2 separate regions of the Mus musculus genome follow, and region 2 is linked to region 1. A link is a contact called in public promoter capture Hi-C data. All regions are on one chromosome and are shown on one strand. Each heading gives the region's core, a stretch centred on a gene start, on an enhancer-like site or on the middle of the called end of the contact. The rest is flanking DNA. Distances are from core to core; before and after follow the strand shown.

What was found. Capture Hi-C pulls out chosen DNA fragments and counts their contacts.
Region 2: a promoter capture Hi-C map of adipose tissue shows a contact between it and region 1. The contact joins the promoter of Cx3cr1 here to the promoter of Ttc21a in region 1. A contact is called at or near these places in 3 of 39 promoter capture datasets (cranial neural crest, macrophages and pre-B cells), 8 of 484 Hi-C or Micro-C datasets (the AML12 cell line, CD8 T cells, Th1 cells and 4 more), 6 of 115 datasets of contacts at active chromatin or transcription factors (double positive thymocytes, effector CD8 T cells, embryonic stem cells and 2 more) and 4 of 9 other capture datasets (adipose tissue, embryonic stem cells, liver and 1 more).

What each region holds. Positions count from the first base shown.
Region 1 is chr9:119,936,327-119,939,873 of GRCm38.p6, forward strand. It overlaps Ttc21a (tetratricopeptide repeat domain 21A), which reads left to right and starts at 1,280. Exons shown (of 29, transcript NM_028735.3): 1 at 1,280-1,424; 2 at 2,841-2,970. The coding sequence starts at 1,398. It overlaps Gorasp1 (golgi reassembly stacking protein 1), which reads right to left and starts at 1,232. Exons shown (of 9, transcript NM_028976.2): 1 at 1,132-1,232. The coding sequence starts at 1,191.
Region 2 is chr9:120,066,741-120,070,381 of GRCm38.p6, forward strand. It overlaps Cx3cr1 (chemokine (C-X3-C motif) receptor 1), which reads right to left and starts at 1,556. Exons shown (of 2, transcript NM_009987.4): 1 at 1,465-1,556. It overlaps Gm33858 (a long non-coding RNA gene), which reads left to right. Exons shown (of 3, transcript XR_003948274.1): 2 at 1,355-3,149; 3 at 3,366-3,641.

The DNA.
Region 1 (3,547 bases), core at 30-2,529:
CAGCATGCAAGTGTGACAGCTCCCAAATGCCTATAACTCCAACTTAAAGGGATCTAAAACCTCTGGTTTGCACACTCGTGTGCACAAACAAAAACAACACACACACCAAAAACACATCTCTGTAACGGGTCCTCATCCTCTGACCTGATCAACCTGTCCCCCTTTAACCAGCCCCCCTTGCCTTCACTCCGTCCACCACCCCCACCACCTCACTTCCCTCAGCCCTTGTGCAAAGATCCCAAACTCCTGACTTCCCGTGAACCTGTTTTAAAACACCCCCGGTTGGATGCATCCCAATGTCTGCCAACCCCCAAGCACAAATCTTGTCACTTTGATCTGTAAAGCCAATGTGGCTCTCCAGCTAGAAACCGCTTCCCTAGCCCTGACTCCAGACTTCCTTTGACATAGACCAGAGAGGCATAATGGCTCAGGAGGCAGGCGCACGCAGATGGATTTCTGTAGGTTCCAGCCCAGTCTAGCCTACATAGCAAGTTCCAGGCCAGTCGGGGATACATAATGAGACACCCACAAAATAAATAGATAGATAGATAGATAGATAGATAGATAGATAGATAGATAGATAGATAAGATTTAAGAGGAACCGAGAAAGAGCAGCTGAGAGTTTAACAACAGCTTGAACTAAGTACCAAGATCCTGTCTGAAGGAATGAAGGCAGGCAGGCTGACCCAACAGCCAGACAACCTGACAAACCTGCCCGCCTCCACACAGCTCTGCATCTACCTGCTTTTCAAAGGGGCAAAACAGGGGAGCTGAGTTCAAAGATCTTTCTATCCCCAACTCCATACGGCGTTCTTTATCAACCAGACTATACTTCCCAGCAGCCTGTTCGCTCGTACCTCCCTGCAAGTGACACGTAGGGCCCCATCTAGGTCTCGGGATGTTTCACTCTGGGGTCCCAATGCCCACCCTGGCTCCAGTCATTCTGGCCACTTCACCCCCTCTTCAGCAGCTTTCCCAAAGCCCACGAGCTCTCCCAGCCCCTTGCAATGCTCCTTAGAGAAGGGGCCTCGGATCTTGGACGCGCTGGGCCTCGCAAGGCATGCAGGGAGGTCACTGCAGGCCTCGGGGCTGTGCAACCCTCCCTGGTGATCTTCCACCACCCCGGCTCACCCCGTGCAGATGGAAGCCCTCGCCGCCCGCCGGCTGCTCGCTGCTTGCCCCTAGCCCCATGGCCGCCCTCTCCCGCTGCTGCGTGGCCTAGTCACGTGGGGCCAGGCCACGCCCTCCCGGATGTCACAGTTCTTAGCAACAGGCCAGCAGCCAGGTTGCCAAGGACGCGCGCGCCTTAGACTTCCGGCCGTGAGCTGGGCTGCGAATTGGGCGGCCAGAGCTGGGAATCCCGCTCAGCCGGTCATCACCTGAGCCGGGCTGCAGCCATGAGCAGCGATGACTCCTCTCTCATGGTGCGTGAACTCTGGGCCGCCTGCGCTCGGGACTACTTCTGCAGTCAGGACTGCTGCCCTGGGCTAGCTCTCTGCTCTCTGACCATTTCTGCTCTGGGGTTACCTTTCTGCTTTCTCTGGCCATCTGCCCTTGGGCCACCCTCTGCCACACCATCCACCCTGCTGCCTGCCCTCTGGCCATCTCTACTCTTAGGCTACTTCCACCCCCCAACCACCTCTACCCCTCTGTTCACTACTCTGGCAGCTTCTAGAAGTCCTTCCATCTTCCTCAGCTCCCTAACCAAAGCATTTCCCCTCAGTGTCCTCTGCACCCCTAGCCTCAAATTAGCACCCAGACCTGATCCTATCCCCCAAACCAATCCGTGCCTGTCCATTATCGCATCTGCCTCCCACCTAAGCCATCTGTGTTCCACTGCTATGAGGTCTATGCCCACCTCCAACCCTGTTCCTAATCTAACGAGAAGTGTCAGCTTCCAAAGTCTCCAGAGCCACCATGTATCTCTCCCTTAGACACCTCTGGCCTGGTTTCTCTACTTGGGCTCTTTGCACCAGCACTACTGCCTGGCATTACCCATGTGCCACCTGCAGCCACCCACACATCACTGCACGCAACAGCCAGAGTCATTTCTTTAGAATATCATTTGAGGTAACTGGGGATCTGGCTCAGTTCCTAGAATATGCACCAAGCCCTGATAGCCATAAAACAGGTGTGGTGGTAGGTGCCTTTAATCCTAGCACCGGAGAGGTGGGGAGGGAGGGTCAGAAACTCACCATAGTTGAGTTTGAGGCCAGTCTGGGATACATGAACACCAGGCTCTGCCAAAAGTTTTAAAAATCTGAAAACTTCACTCCCCTACTTAAAGCCATTCGAGCTGGTTCCTGTTGATGACCCTGTCTGACGTCTAGGCTCTTTCAAATGGCCCATGAGGCTTTTACGACCTAACCACATCTATCCCCAACTCAACACCCACAAACCTTAGAGGAAGTGAGCTTTTGCTTTGAAATCTCAGCCCCAATTACTGTGTGATCTCCATGGGCTGTGTCTCCCTGGGCTTCAGCTTCTTTAGCTGTGAAAGATACCAAGATGTGTATAGCGGAGGACATGGAGACCCTGAAAATGACCACTCCTCAGTCCCCTTCCTTCCCAGCCTAGGATGAGCCTGACTTGAAGCTTACATGGTGTATTGACCATCCCCCAGTCACCTAAAACCTCTGCCGTAGCCAAACTCCCTGGAGCGCCTTCCTTCCCAGGGCTGCAGAAGGAGAAGGCCAGGCCTGAATGCTGCCTCTCCCTTCCTGTTTGTAGACGTGAGAAGGAATGGGTCACCTCAACAGGAGTGGGTCTCACCCCATCGTGACCAGAACAAAGATGGAGGGACGGGAGCTATGGCAACCATGTTCTTTCTTTTCATGCAGGCTTCGATCATTTACTACAGCCAGGAAAAGTACTTCCACCATGTGCTGCAGGCTGCGAATGTGGGCCTAGAGAGGTACAGCAGCGACCCAGCCCTGCAGTTCTTCAGAGCGTATGGAATCCTTGGGGAAGGTGAGGCATTATTCCTACCCCAGGGGGAAACATCCTAGCTTTTATCTTCTAGCAGCATCTGGATGCCAGCTTCTAGCTATGTTCCCATGGAAACACCCCTGGCCCTCCCAGCCCCCCCCCATTAATGAACAGAAACCTGTAAAGTCTATATATCAGGTTAGCTTTTGAGATCGTGTCTCACTGCCCCCTGCCATGAGGCTCAGTATCCCTATCTATAAAATGGGTTGTTAAGAGAGAGAAGGCTAGGACTGTTTAACCCGTCTCGGGCTTGGAAGTTGGATCTGGAGGAAAAGAGAAGTGGGAGGTGTAAGCACTGGAAGGTTCAGATGTGAGGGAGTGGGGCTTAAACAGAGCCTGGGTGCTGAGAACTGTCCAAGCACCCTGTAGCTAACATTAGGGACATGTGGGATAAATGTAATCGGTAGGCCTTGAACAACCAGGTGGGAGTGCTCGGTCCCTCCTCAAAACTGACTCCAGTCCCTCTAAAGTGCCCAGGCTCGCTCTCAGGCACATCTCTAGGTTTCAAGTTTCTCAACCAGTCGGCCAGATGTAGTGGAGCACATGGGAGGCGGAAGCG
Region 2 (3,641 bases), core at 306-2,805, 130 kb after region 1:
CTCCAGCCCTCCTGGCCTGTTCTTATCGTTTCCTCCCTAAGACCACGACTCCTAGCTCAGATGTCTGTGCCCAAGTGTCTGAGCCATGGTTCTGAGCATTTATAAAACTGAAGAATGAGTTTGTGACAAGTTTATTATAAATGTAATAAATGTTCATTATGACTATTGAAGATGGTACCAAAAAAGCATTTAAAAGAGGGGGAGGGGAAGAGGAATCCTTAAAACTATCCAACTCTGCAGGTTTAGCATAGCACTCTTAGCTTTTTTGACACATAAATTTATATTTATAGTAAAAATGCTAACATCGTTTTGAACATTTATCACCACCACCACCACCACCACCACCACCACCACCAGCACCACCACTACCACCACCACCGTCATCACCACCACCGTCACCATCATCATTATTGTTGTTTTTAGAGGCAGGATCCCATAAAGTCCAGGCTGGCCTCAAAATTCTGCTTCACTGAGAAGAGTCTTGCACTTCCGACCTCCCGCCTTTTACCTCCAGGGTGCTGTGATCACAGTGTGTGCCACCAAGTCCAATTTTATTAGATGCTGAAGATTGTGCCCAGGGCCCAGGGCTCCTTGTGTGCTAGGCAAGCAACTCTATTTATATAACATTATTCTCTTTATATTCACAAGCCTATATACAATCAGGGGAGCCAGGCAATGGAGGCGCACGCCTTTAATCCCAGTACTGAGGGGGCAGAGGCAGGTGGATCTCTATAAGTTCAAGGCAAGCCTGGTCTACAGAATGAGTTCCAGGATAGTCACAGTTACACAGAAAAACCCTGTCTCAAAAAACCGGGGGGGGGGGGGGGGAAATCAAAGGAAACACCTGGCACCCGCCACTCAGCTCCAGGAATTATCAACTCCCAGTTAATATTTCATCTATGTCCTATTTCATGGCTGAATTAGATTATTCTGTTTCTATAGACATTCAAGTATGAGTCTCTGAAGATAAAAGCTCCTTTTAAAAAGAAATGAAAACCACAATCACTAGTTTTTATGGTTGGTGCTGTTTGTTTAAGGCGGTCTCACACAGAAGCCTAAACTGGCCTAGAGCTCATTAGCTAGCCTAGGCTGGTCTCAAACTTGTATCGATCCTCCTGCTTCACCTTCCCAAGTGCTGGGATTAGAGGCATGGATCAAAAAAGTCTGACTGGCAATCTGAATTGTGATCTTTAAGAATATCAATATTTCCAATTACCCAGATGTGATTTTATATCAAGGCCTTTTTTGGTAACATCTAATATAAACCTTTTTTTTCACATCCCTAAAATGTAATTACTAACTCCTCAAGTTACGAGCGTGCAAAAGGTCCTTTACTCTCCTGATTTATCTGCAGTATCCTCAGGAAAATAGACACGGAAGGCAAACAGCATCAGAAACCCTGTGACTGTGCCTGATTGACCCCACGCCCAGGTATGGGAGGAGTCTGGAGTCCGTGGTACTTACCTGAGCAGATGGGAAGGGAACTTCTGCAGGAAGTGCCAGTCACTCACCCAGTCTCACGCAGACTCCACCAGAGGCAAGTGCTTCCCTCTCTATGAGGGCATCTTTATTTTCGAAGTTAGCCAATAGCATCTGGTTTCCTGTGTGGTACCCTATCTTTAGATGCTGTGACAAGCAAGCTCAACGGGCTCAACGCTCCAGGCTGGGAACCAGCTGACCGCAAGAGAGCCTGCATTTCAAATCTAGGGGACTTGAGACTGGGGCAAACCTGGAGATTGCTGGGGACTGCTGGGGACTACTGGGGACTGTTGGGTGGCAGACCTGGGGATTGCTGGAGACTGTGTGGTGGCTGACCTAGGAATTACTGAGACCTAAGGTTTACAGGGGGCTGTGGGTTGGCAGACCTGGGGGTGGATGGATATTATTTATTCCTAGTGAGATGGCAGTCTGTAGCCTCGGAGTCCAGCAGCACACAAGTCAGGTCTCAAGCTCTCCTTAATAGGGGTCTCAGGCAAGCTGTGAGGGCCCCTCTGCTTTCCAGTGTTCTTAGGAAGCCTCTGGTACCCCCTGTGCAGCACTGGGCCCAGGTTCGCTGACCACTGACCATATCACAACTCTTGGGAGTTCTCAGGAGCCTGCTTTGTCCAGTGAGGTAGGAACTAAAAGCTCCAGTTGCTCTCCAGCTGTTCACATTTGAGGAAGCCTCGGTTAGTTCCCTTTCTCCTTCCTTCTGGCCTCCCTGTCTGTTCTTCTTTCCCTGCAGGAGAGATTCACAGAGAGCCAGCAGATCCTCACAGGCTCGCAGACATTGGCCCTTTCCCGTTGCCCCAGCAGCTAAGTCAGGGGCTACTCAGCTTCCCCTGGGGCTCAGCTCCTCACCCCGATCCTGTCCCCACTTCAGCTCTTGTTTTTTTGGCTTTTATTTGTATGAATTCCTTGGGAACTTCACATGTATTTCGATCACAATCCCTCCTCTACCCCTCTCCTCCCAGAACCACCCCCATCCTATTCCAGCTCACCGACTCCGTGTCCTTATTCATTTCTGCTAAACTTTTTGTTTTCGAGCTTTCTTTTTAATTATGTATATGTGCCCAGGGAGGCTAGAGAACTCAGATCTCCCTGTGGCAGTCGTGAGTTGCCCATCACTATAGGTGCTGGGAGTCGAACTTGTGTCCTCTGCAAGAGCAGTGTGTGCTCTTAGCCACCGAGCCATTTCTTCAGCCCCCTGGCTTTGTTTTTGTTTGTTTTGTTGTTGAGATAGGTCCCACACATCCTGGGCTGGACTTTAAATAGCTATGGGGTTAAAAAGACCTTGAGCCTTTCATCCTCCTGCCTCCACTGCCCAAGTCTGGGATGCTCCACCGTTTATGAGGGGCTGGGGATGGAACTCAGGCTAGTCTAACATTTTGCCATCTGAGCTGTATCCCCAGGGCATTCAAGCTCTTCCTCGTGTTCCTGTCTGGAATCTGGCTGAGAATCTCCTACTGTTGCTGTCAACCAATCTCATCCGTGTCTGTTTCCCACACAACTCCACCTTCAGCTGGGGCCTGAGGGTACCCTGTGCCCACCACTCCCTTCCCATCCATCTTATTCATCTCACCATCCGGCCATCTACCCATGTGCCAGAGAGGACCCCGAGTCGTAGCATCACAGACTTAGCACTCTCGGAGGCTCCTCTCTTCTGTCTGGTGAGCATGTTCTCAGCACCATGGCTTCTTTTTACTTCCCACTGCATTCTATCCGCTTCCTCTTCTCCAGCACACACATCCCCTGGCCTGTGCATGCCTTTCCTCCCTGCCTCACCTGCTGTGGGCTGACAAGCCAGCCTGTCCTGCTCATGGATGCCGCAGCAGGTGAGCTCTGTGACGAGTGTCAGTAACTCACGCTGGTATCCTTGTTCCCAGATGGACGGCTGCACACACCGAGGGCACTGAGCTCGCCTGAGCTTGCAGGACATCCCATTTCAGGGTGAGGAGGCAGCAAGCCTGCTCTATGGACCTGAAGGCCACAGACTGTACCTCATCCATCTGTGCATGTGTGTGCAAGTGTGTGTGGGTATGTATGTGTGGGTATGTATGTGTGCAAGTGTGTGTGGGCATGTATGTGTGCACAAGTGTGTGTGCATGTATGTGTGGGCATGTATGTATGCACATGTGTGTGTGCAAGTGTGTGTGGGCATG